Linked DNA regions of Mus musculus: region 2 is linked to region 1. Evidence: chromatin contacts called from public promoter capture Hi-C data. All regions are on one chromosome and are shown on one strand. The core of a region is the stretch at or near the end of the contact, and the rest is flanking DNA. Distances in the headings are between cores, read along the strand shown. Region 1 holds the start of Hps1 (HPS1, biogenesis of lysosomal organelles complex 3 subunit 1). Region 2 overlaps Hpse2 (heparanase 2).

Evidence for each region. Promoter capture Hi-C pulls out the DNA fragments that hold promoters and counts their contacts.
Region 2: a promoter capture Hi-C map of hippocampal neurons shows a contact between it and region 1, with 2.9 times the contacts expected there. The contact joins the enhancer-like site here to the promoter of Hps1 in region 1. A contact is called at or near these places in 6 of 39 promoter capture datasets (embryonic stem cells, frontonasal cranial neural crest, hippocampal neurons and 2 more), 2 of 484 Hi-C or Micro-C datasets (ECoMG myeloid progenitors and embryonic stem cells), 3 of 115 datasets of contacts at active chromatin or transcription factors (embryonic stem cells and stem cell-derived neural progenitor cells) and 2 of 9 other capture datasets (embryonic stem cells and liver).

What each region holds. Positions count from the first base shown.
Region 1 is chr19:42,776,681-42,782,550 of GRCm38.p6, forward strand. Hps1 (HPS1, biogenesis of lysosomal organelles complex 3 subunit 1) reads right to left here and starts at 3,298. Exons shown (of 20, transcript NM_019424.3): 1 at 3,234-3,298; 2 at 1,874-1,966; 3 at 1,442-1,603. The coding sequence starts at 1,558. It overlaps Gm16244 (a long non-coding RNA gene), which reads left to right and starts at 2,352. Exons shown (of 2, transcript XR_386720.3): 1 at 2,352-2,663; 2 at 2,760-4,894.
Region 2 is chr19:43,019,799-43,025,668 of GRCm38.p6, forward strand. All of the region lies in intron 3 of Hpse2 (heparanase 2), which reads right to left. Among named protein-coding and RNA genes, the nearest start is that of Hps1, 240 kb to the left of the region's middle. Within about 2 kb of position 3,128, at least 4 of the 459 cell types and tissues checked have an H3K27ac peak or open chromatin away from gene starts, as enhancers often do. A contact at or near this core is called in hippocampal neurons, where this site is marked.

The DNA of each region.
Region 1 (5,870 bases), core at 2,048-4,547:
TGAAGGATGAAAAATACAACTCGAGATTTTAGCTGACATCTATTAAACTGGCTAAAATAAAAAAGGATGTATATTAAGTATCAACGAGGAACTGGAAAGCGACTGGTGGGGCGTAAAATGGTGGATACCTCTTCTGTGGAGAGTTTGGGGGGTCTCTTAAGAAGTACAGGGACTGGAGAGATGGCTCAGTGGTTAAAAACATTTGCTGTTCTCCCAGAGGATCTGGGTTCTAGTCCCAGTAACCACATGACAACTCACAATTTTTGGTAACTTCAATTCTAAGTGATATAATGCCCCCTTCTGGCCTCAGTGGGCATTGCATGCACATGGTATGTAGATACACTGTTAAGACCTGAGGTTAACCTATAAGGCCACCCACCCCAGGACCAGGTAACTTCCTGGAATGCTGGGAGTTGAAGTTCTCTGAAAATAACTACGCTCTAAGGGAAAATATGGTGGCTGTATGGGTTTCTCCTTATAAGCCCCTGCAACATGTGTCTTAGGGCCACTCAGCTGGGAACTCCAGGGGACAGTCCTGACCAAAGCCCATCCCAGTCAGTATTTAATTAAAGCTTGCTTCAAATTCGGCTCAAAATGGTGGGACTGGTTTTTCTCCTGCAAATCTCAGGATTAACAAACCACGAAAGAAAAACATCCATACGCACAAAACAAAACAACAACAAACACCCACAGAGTCCAAACTCACACAAAGATGTGTATGTTCACAGCCAACATATGTCTATGGTAACCAAAACCTAAAACCAAGTCAAACGTCCACCAAGAAGGAAACGAAGAAACAGATTACAGCCTATAGATATGAGAGAACTGGTTGACTGATAGGCGCTAATTGGGACAGATGAAGACATGGCAAAGAGTCACGCTGAGGTAAAAGAGCCAGCCCAAGCCAACCACAACACAAAATGTACCCACACTGCTGTGTATGATTGTTCTAGATAGGTCTACATAACAGACTCACCGGACAGCAATGGCTCACTGACTCTTAGGGAGAAAAGAAGTGAAAGAGGGGTTAAAGCCTTTGGGGGTGGCAGACAGTTCACTGACTATGATGGAATCACAGATATAGATATATCGGACTATATAATTTAAATGTGAACAGATAACAGTTGGTCTAGTTATACTTAATAGAGTTGTTAAAAATTAATCATTATGGGTACGCCAAGCTTTTCAGATGGAGAACCTGACATCAAGTCTCCCTCTTGTGAGGCTAAAATTTACCCCCTTCCCCAATCACTGGCCCAGACAGTGAGATAGGAAATCACAGTACTCAAGACATCAAAAGGCTGCCCCCTGTTGGCCAGGCACAGGCCCTGCGGACTCCTCCTGCCTGCCTGGAAGAGGCACTGGGACCTCCTGGCCTCGGGTGGCTCTGTGGCTCCTCTACCAACCCCACCTCCACCAGGACGGCCTGTTCTGTAATTACCTCCTCTTCCTCATCCTCTGACTGCTGGAGCTTCAGCCGGAGGCTCTCAGCAAACTCCTCATCTGTCCAGTAGAAGAGGACCTCTGCGCCCTCGGTGGCCACCAACACGCACTTCATCTTCCAGGGAAAAGCGAGGGCAAAGGTCACATCCGTGAGTTCAGCCTGGGTAAGGAGATGGGCTTCAAAACAATGGACACTCACGGAACCCTCGTCTGCATGCCTGCCATCACCCAGTCCTTCTGGGGTTCCTGTCTTTGGTTCCCCCAATGAAGTAGTGACATGGGGGGTGGGGGCAGGGCTGGAGAGGGGGAGGGGGAAGAAATGTACAAAGAGGTGCATGTGGCAGTTCAGTTCGCTCCTCTCATTCTGCTCTTCAAGTGGGTGCTGCCCACCTCTCCACCCTCCATCCTCCAGGAGAGGAGCATGGTTTACCTTGGCAAAGCACACAGCAGGGCTTCTGAGGAGCTAGATACTCTGACCAGGTCAGCAGACAACAGCAGCACAGCATCCTTGGGCCTGCAAATGCTTAAGGCAGAAAAGGCATGAAGGCATTCAGAGGGTCTGGTTTCCACTGCCGCCTGTTCCTGAGAGTGGACAACCTGGACACGGGCTGAGAAGTCACAGGTTCCCCCATTTTAAGGACCACAAGCTAGAAGGTGTCCTTTATGTGGAGCAAGCGTTGATGACACATTAGCTCCTACCTCCTCTGCAACTGGACAGTTTATATTTGGGTCACTCATTCACACACAGGTGGGGTCAGCAATCCCACCCTGAGCAGCCCCAGGGAGCGGTGAGCAGGGATGGGTTACTACACAACCCATCGCAAGCTGGCAGGAGGTCCCAGTGAAAAGCTGCATTCGGGTTTGGTTCTGGTTGGGCTTTCCTAAGGTCCCATTCAACTCAGAGATTCAAACTCCTCTTGGGAGGCCAGGGAACAGAGCGCTGTTGCACCTTCCTACCGGGTTACGGGGTTCCTACCAGCCAGGTCGCAACCTCAGCCCAGTAGGCTCATCTTAAGGACAAGAACGGTGGGTAGGTGTTATTCTTATTTCCCGGCTTCAAATAACAAGAGAAATAAGCTGCCTCTGGAATCCTCCCATTTTGATAACAGGCAAGAAGAATCTAAGGCGGAGGAGGAAGGTTTGATCCTGGGGATTTTGAAAGCAATGAAACTCTGAGCCTGGCTGCACCATTCTCGGGCTTGCCTTGATGGTAACTTCCGGTAAGCACCCGCATACTTTTCGGTGGGTATCTGGTTTTACGGTTGCGGCTAACCTCATTTTCTGATCTTTGTTCTCTTTATATTTTGCTCTAAAAGGAGGAAACTTTGAAGAGAAGGGCGATTCTGAGAAAAATCCCCTGCACCCACTTTTACCACCCGGGTCACAGTTCTCTCATTGTCCCTAGCAAACTGTCCCCGTGGCCTCTGTCCCGCCTAACACAGCTCAGTTGGGGGGTGGGTGCGAGGGGTGGGGACTATAGCCTGTGATGCTCCAGCAGGAGCAGCTGGCCTAGGAGGGAGTCTCTCCCTGCGCCGCTTAGCACCGCCTCACTGCGTGGCTCCGCCCAATAGCTGCTTAGCACTCTTTCAACGACACCCAGAAATTCTGACGTACCCTCCCCCTCTCCTCCCGGGGACGAAGGCCTGGCTTGTGACGCCCGCTCCAAAAGGCATGAGACTGATGCGGGTTTCCCCGGGTGCCCGGGCCTCTCCAAACTGGGAGAGCTTGCCGGAGGTGCCCACCGAGGGGCGACCCAGGACTGCGCTTGGTCACCCACGATGCCCACGTACCGGATCCGCGGCTCGCACCGCCCAGCGTGTAGCCAGCCTGCGGCGCGCTTCCGGGTAGGACACGTGACTCAGCCACATGACCGGGGCCTGCTTTGTGGGTTCGAGCCCCGCCCCGTCAGGCATTGCTCACCCTTCAGGCTACTGTGCTTGCTGGTCACCCGCCGCTAGGGAGCCGTGCCACGTTCACCCTGGCATAAGTAGGTATCTCACTGCCTTTAGAGGCACCAGCTGAGCCGGTGACATTTCTAGAGTCTCTTTTGCTTGATTTAGCTAAAGGGATTCCCCACAGATTTACAGAAGGGGCAACTGAGAACCCCGAGGGAACCCCCTTGCTGAAGAAGGAACAAATGGAACCAGAACCCAGGTTTCCTTGCACCTTCACCTGGCCCTTCCCAGCCTTTCGTTTTCTTGCCGAATCTAGTTGTAGGTGAAAGGTACCCTTTTTGTGGGTGCTTTCCCTTACTTACCTCCAGGGGGCGGAACCCGTGTGTCTTAGTCAGGGTTTCTATTCCTGCACAAACATCATGACCAAGAAGCAGTTTGGGGAGGAAAGGGTTTATTCGGCTTACACTTCCATACTGTTGTTCATCACCAAAGGAAGTCAGGACTGGAACTCGAGCAGGTCAGGAAGCAGGAGCTGATGCAGAAGCCATGGAGGGATGTTCTTTACTGGCTTGCTCAGCCTGCTCTCTTATAGAACCCAAGACCACCAGCCCAGAGATGGTCCCACCCACAAGGGGCTTTTCCCCCTTGATCACTAATTGAGGAAATGCCTTACAGCTGGATCTCATGGAGGCATTTCCTCAACTGAAGCTCCTTTCTCTGTGATAACCCCAGCTGTGTCGAGTTGACACAAAACCAGCCAGTACACCATGCAGAAGAGCCCAGCTACCTTTGGGCTCCTTGATTTACAAAGGTTCCCAGTCTGACTGAGGGCTGCATACACATTAGGGCTTTTGTCTTGAACCTGCGAGTGATTGCATACTATCAAGATTTTTATGTGTATTTGGAGGGGCAGAAAGAGTGAAGAAGGCCAATGGAGTCCACAGAAGAGGTTGGGCGCCTACCACAGGTCCTCATTGGGTACCTTGGTGCTTCTGAGAAACTTTGTGTACGACCCAGCATGAGCACTCCGCACCCACTAGGCAGAGGCCAAGAGCCAGTGCTGCGGCCACTCTAGCTACCTAAGGTACAATTAAACAACATCGCAAACGCCTGCGCCTGCGCCTTCGCCACCACCCTGCTCAGCCAGGCTCCACAGTACAGCCACAAGCATCAGTCTCCTGGAGTCCTGAATCTGCCGACACTATCCTGACTTCGGTCGGTCATTTCCCCCTTGTTTCAAACAGTTTGTAAGCCTGAATAACTGTTACCCGTGAACAATTTATAACTAATCTAGTCCATGTTACCTGATGCTAGTGACTTGTGTCTTGCAGATGACTAAAGAATGGCGCCGATCATCTCTTCATGTGGTTTTTCTCTTCATTTGTGTAGCTTTAAAATTTTTTTTGCTTTCAAATAAACATTTATTCATATCTTCTACCCCTTTTATTATTATTATTATTAATCTATTTTTAGCCATTGACTTATTATTGGATTGTAAGATTTCTTTATGTTGTAGATATGTTTTAAGTTAGATATATATTAAAAATACCATTATTTGATCTGTCTCTGTGTGTGTGTGTGTGTGTGTGTGTGTGTGTATGTTTAAGTGTGGCCCATGAGTACATGAGGAGTTTACTACTTTTTGGTCAGGCTAGCTGCCAGCAAACTCTAGAGTTACCTCCTGTCCCGGCCCAGTCATGAACACCTAACCTAAAGTCCTCATTTTATAGATGAGGACTCTGAGGGACGGAGAGTCTGGACAATTTCTCTTCTGAAGTGATCAAAATGGGTCTGGTAGTGCTGCCGTGGCCTGTGGATGTGGCTTAGCTTCTGCACCTTCAGTGGCCCAACTGCCCACCTTGCAGTTTGCTCTGTAACTCATTCCTCTGAACGGAAACTTTCTCTTTTGGTGGGAGGAGGAGCCTCTGAGGCTCGGGCTCACGAGAAAAGCCTTGGAGACTCAGTAGATTATAGGATTCTCGTGGTCCCTCCCCACGGTCATGAAAGCTAGGGAGAGGAGACTCTGGTGGAGCCAGGGAGGCAGCTTTCATGACTTGTCCTCTATGCTGGGTTGGGTATTGTGTGGTGCAGCTGCTCTTGAGTAGCCCGTGCTCCTGGAAGTCACCTCAGTGAATGTGTTCAGTCATTAAGCTAGACCTTGAGGGAGTCATTTTTTTTTTTTCTGGTCTATCGTTGATGCCCTGTCTTGGCGGAGTAGACTTTGCACACATCCTTCCAGGAATGTGGGAAGCCACATGTGCTGTTGCAGAGTGGCGCTGGCTACTGCTGGCCACCACGCATAAGTTTGGACAAACAACCAATGTGTACATACGCAGTAAAGCTTTTTGTCAAGTCACTGCCTGGCGCGGGCATGTTAATGAGTTACTGAGAATATAACCAATCAGATGTGAGACATGCAAATGAGGTATGTTAATGAGGTTCTGTGAGGTACTGAGAGAGAGTAGTCAATCAGATGAGGAACATACAAATGAGGCATAGTGCATAACCAATCTGGGTGTGAGACACGCCTCT
Region 2 (5,870 bases), core at 1,878-4,377, 240 kb after region 1:
CCCCTCCCTTAGACAAAGGAAATGATGTAATTATATCTTAATTATAATTTAAAACTTTAAAAATATAACAGTCATAGCATGGTAGAGTCTCACTTCTAGGCATAACAATGCCATCCTATGTATATATGTGTACATGTATGTAGCCTTGCAAATATGCAGCACTCAGAACCTCTACCCAGATACTGAACTGGCCTGATGTCTTTCTTCCCCATCAACTCTCCACTGCCACCAATCAGTCTCTGGCACATGCAACCCTATCTTGTTCTATCCTGCTTAGGAAAACTAAACGATTACAAATGAGAGTCAAAATGGTTCAAGAAGACAGGTAGTGAGAGGGGTGGGAGTCTGGAAATAGCAGGCATAGCAGCCAGGAGACAAGAGGAAGGCTGTCTTGAATGGGGTAAGTGGCATGCATTGAAAATTCCTGATAGAAGGTGACGGTTAATTCACTAGCTGAAGATTTGGTGGTGGTGGTTTGAGAAAACACCCATCTGGGCAGAAGGGATATAGTTTTAATTATTCAGGGATTGAAAATGTCTACAAAGAGAACAGTTTTAGGTTATACAAAGCTGAGTTGAGATGCTGAATCAATGCAATAAGCTGAGTGCAGTAAATAGCGAACTAAGAATACATGGTAAGAGAATAAACGCAGCTAAAGGGAAGTGTGGAGAGCTGGATACTTACAGGTCTTCAGAAGAGCTTGAATGTTGAATCAAGTCTGCTGCTACACTGCCAAGAGTGTGTTAGAACCACCCAAAACTCTAAAATATGGGCTAGGGGCATCTGGTTGGATGTTTCAGGTATTTGAAGTAAATGCCTCACTGAACACCAAATGTTTTCAAGGTGGCTTCCTAGTAAGAGGTACTACCCACATAGTGTTAGAAAGTGCTGAGGATGGTCCTCCCACTCAAGGCAATAGACAATCCTGTAGTGGTTGTCCCCACTAGTGTCCTTGCCAATGGTTAAATAACTACAATAGAATTAGGATAGTTCAGCATAACCCAAGTAAATAAATAAAAATAGTATGCAGCCAAAGAGTTGTGAGAATTACCAGGAGGAGCCAAGGATGTTCTCCTGGAACTATTTTAAAGGCATTTGATGAAGAAACTGAATTTTAGGTCACTCTCTTGGATATAAGATTTAATGTCCTGGCAAAAATCATTGGAGATGGGACAAAATTAATGCTACTATCATATTTAGAAGCCTAGGAAGAGTTATGACCACAGTGAACAAACTAGAAGTATTCTAGTTGTACTAATTGATCATAGAGGGAGGTCTGAGGGGCTGAGAGAAGTGCTCAAGTTCAAATGGACATAAAAAGGCCAGAAGACAGTCTGAGGATTATGTGACAGAGAAAATCTAAAGTAGTTACATGTGTACACCTGTAACCTAATGCTTGACACAAACATCTTAAATGGGGGATTTTTAAATTTTTATTTTGGGTCGTGATTACAGAGATTTCAATCCACAGTCCTAGACTCAATTAATGTAAGGCAGGAGGTAATGGTAAGAGCTTGTGAAAAGGAAACTGTTTACTTCATGGTGACCAAAGGAGAAGGGACCAGAGACTATCAAAGTCACACTCGTTGAGATTTATTGTCTCTACAAAGGTCTTACCTTGTAAAGTTCCCACAATCTCCCTAAACAGTGGGACAAGCTGAAGACAAAGTGTTTAATGCATAAGCCAGTGAGTGGTATCCCACCTTCCAACCTCAGTTGCCACTATTCACCAAGGCTGGTATGGACAGGCTGCTAAGAGGAACATCTAACTACTAACTAACACTGACAATGATGACTTGTACCTATAGGCAAACTTTGGTGTTGTCAACACCATGAAGATGATTTAGGAAGGGGGCAGGCAAGCCGGGTTGATGCTTACTTTTAAAAGCCAAGTGAGTAGCAAGATCAGAGGGACACCAGCTGAGCTTGAGGGTCAGAGACTTGTGGAAAGAGCAAAACATGACATCCCTAGAAGCAAATATATGGACAGAAATATGGGTCTGTATCATTAAGGGCCACACCCCCAAAAGAAACAAAAACCAAAATGGATCAGTGGGAATTGGAGGACAGTTGCCCTAATGAAATGTTTTGATCATTTGATAGTTCCTGGTGCAGAACAGATTTTCAGATAGCAAACCTTTTAACTGAAGAAATGGTCAGGTCATTGGGAGGAAATTGTAGGATTATATACTATTTTAATTCTCCTTCCCCAGAAGGGTCTATGGCCATCTACTCCAGCTACTAAATTGAGGAAAAGAGACTACGCAGACACTGAGAGGGATGTTTAAACACAGTGGGCTGTGATACTGGGAAAAGTGAAGTACAACCATGATGCTCGTTTCAGAGTACAGCAATATAGAGTATGCAGCAAAAGGGTTCCAGAACCATGCCTAATTAAAGTTAGATGTCTACCATTTGTTGACTAATTTGACTCATTGTAAGAATGGGTATGGAAAAGAGGTGCTTCATGCCTTGAACATGGCCACAAAATATCAATCATCCACAGTCAAATTCTGGAGAGAAAATGTCATTGGTAATGTTGCCTATGAGACTCTTGTTGAAATCTGAAATTCTGAACAGTGTTCAGTTGTGTGTGGTTTTTTCCTATGGGCACAATCGCTGGATACTTGGAGCAGATCCCAAGAGCTCTAAATGAGAGACAAAATAATTCAACATTAGTGCTCTGATCGTCTTTTACTAGTTCTCTTTGGCAAGGCTAATGTTTGAGAGAAATGTTTTTATCTGCTCCACATGTCCAGCAGTGATTGTGATTGGGGAAAGCAGAGGCTAGCGAGCCACAGCTATTAGAACAATCACTACCACAAAAAACAAACAAACAAAAAAATAACCCCCAAAATCACAGTATGTAGAAAGGATCAGGCCAGTCCTGCTCTGGCCTCTTGGCACATGTATGTGTTTGCCGGTGTTGCACATATGGGAGAAAGCTCCCACGCCAGCTATCTACACAATTAGATCAGAACTCTGGTGATGACTCAGGGTCCCAACTCATCCCAACCCCCTTTCACAGCTAATTGCAGCCTCTTTTCTTTTGCTCATCATGGTGCTGGTGGGTGAGGCATTAGGCTGGCCAGGGAAAGCAGCAGGGCAGATGCTGCAAGTTTAAGTGAAATCAGGTGTTGCCTTCCCCAAAGTGAGATCTGGAAAATGTCAGCTGTTAAGTAATAGATATTGGCAGCCAAACACTCAGCCTTTTCCACTGGGCTCAGTCTTGCTTCTCCCTACCAGAAATACTTGGGCTTTCCCCCTTTCTCACATTGCCTGATCTTTTTATCTCTTTAGAGTTCATCGAATAAGAATTTCCATTTTGTAGATTTTCATTTAACATGATTCTAAACATGTTAGAAATTGGAGGGTTGGGGATAAAGTAATTCGCAAAGGCCCCGACACTCTCTAGCACTGATGATGTCCAAAGCTCCCACCTGTGGAGACAGTACAAAGAATCTTTTGAGGAGTGAGGAGAACAACTGAATCCTGACAATTTTCAGAATCCAGCAGAAACACAGCACCAAAAATTGCTAAAGTAAAATTATCCCACAGAGTTGAGAGGAACATCTCAACTTTCATTGTCTTCTGCTAAGTCCATCTGGAGCTGCCCCACTGCAGAATTGCAGATTGTAGAATCATACATATGCACATGCACAGCTGACTTATGATCATCTCTATTGTGTTTGGTTGATCTGCATAACATGCCTCCACACACTCTAGGACTGAACCAGATAACAGTGTGGGCAGGTCTGGCAGTCCCATCTTCAGCCATGTGCTCACTTGCTCCTCTCTTTCTCTTCCTCTTTTGGTGTCCTTGACCCATACTTTCTTTTCCATCTTCTCTTGCTCTCCCCACTGAATAGCCAAGTCCACTCTGCTGGCTGTGTTCAGTAGCATTTCTCTGGACTCTTCCTCATATCTACAATAGATTTCCCCTCAACCATATCTTGGAATGGTCATGTTCTTACTTTATATTCATACAGTATGGCATTATACACTTATACAGTGATGGCATCGAGGTTACTAAAAAGAATACCCTATTAATAGGAAGTTCATTAGTATTTAACAAAATAAGTGTAGGTAGCTAAGAAAGGAAACGTGGTAAATTGATGGAATCTAGTCTTTCAGCTTTTCTCAAAGTTTCAATTTCAGAATAAAAATTTGTGGAGGAAGGAAAAAAGGAAGGAGGTAGGGAAAGAGAGAATGGAAGGAAGTGAAGGATGAAGTGAGGAAAACAGAACTGAAAGGAGGGGAGGGAATGAGAGAGAGAAAGAGAGAGAGAGAGAGAGAGAGAGAGAGAGAGAGAATTACTAAGCTTAAACTTTCCCAAGTAGATAGACTATGAAATCTATATGATAAAATAAGAGAATTTCTTGAAGATTAAAAAAATAGAAAACCTAGACATATACAAAATTCTACATACTTATTACATACACAAACTTAATCAAGAAGAATTAAATAATCCAAATATATCTAATACAGTTGAAGCCATGATAGTCTTCCAACAAAGAAAACTCAAGGATTGGAAAACTTGTACTTATGAATTTTAGCCATATCTTTAAAGAAGTTTCAGTGACTCTAATGCTTTCTCCTTGAGGACTCGCTTTCATGGTACCAGAAGGTGCCATGAAAATTTCCACAGTAGAGAGGCAACCAACACTCCTACCTAACATGACATGACAACCTTAGGGCACAGTAGTGGCACACATATCTTGGAGGCAACCAACAGCTCTCTAACTGAACTTAAGACCCATCCAACACAGGGGAAGCTCTATCTGGTACTAAAAATCAAGCTCATTACTAAGTGTTGCTGAAGCCACGGATATTGAAGAAGAATTTACAAACCACCCCTTAACTAAACTACCATAATCCATAATAACAATCTTATATATACAGATAAGTGTAGTCTCCACCCCTTATCAAAGAAACTTTGCAAAAGATGGATACCACAACAGAAAATCACAACCAATCAAAAGGCAGATGTGTGGAGTTCTGGTCCCAATGGATACAAAACACTTGTGCACCTAAAGCTCAGGGACAATTGTGAATCAGGGAATTTGCTGTCAGACTGTGTCTCCACTCATGTCAGAGGCTACACCTATAAAGTCTCACCAACATGTCAGGCCATCACATGGCTTGAATAAGGATGACACCAATTGAAATGCCAAAGTGGGTGGGAAAATACCATGAGGTCTCAACCCTACACAAAGAACTTCAGGCAACTAAGAAATGCTGAGAGCAAGGAGACAGTCTTCCCTGGAAAAGAGCTCACCACTTGGTCACTCAACAACAAAGAATCAGCCCTCAAAACATATATATAACTAACACTGTACAGGTCATATTTAGGGATATAGATGTATATACATATATGCATAACATCGAAAAAAAACCAGTCATGAAATTGAAAGAGAACAAGGAGGAGTATACAAGAACATTTAGCAGGAAGAAAGGAAAAAGCATAAATTATATTATAATCTCAAAAATAAAGACAAGTAAAAAAGTATTTAACTGTCCCATAGATGTATGTACTGTACTTTTATTTATTTTCATTTCCAGTCACCCTCTCTAATCCTCCATTCTCTAGAACTGAAGTCCCCCTTCTCAACAAGTCCTCTTCCTCATTTCCTTATGTCTGTGTGTGACCCACTGAGATTTATTAAGGTTGCCTGTATGAACATAGGTAAGATCTTATGCACTGGGGCCTGGAAAACTCAGCAGCAATCTGATTTTTTACAAAAATGCTAAAAGCACACAAATGATGTTGGGAAAGCGAGAGACTTCCTAAATAGAATTCAGTTAATTAGGAAACAAGGCTGAAAACTGATACATAGGATCTCATCATTGTTTAAAAGCTTCTACACAGC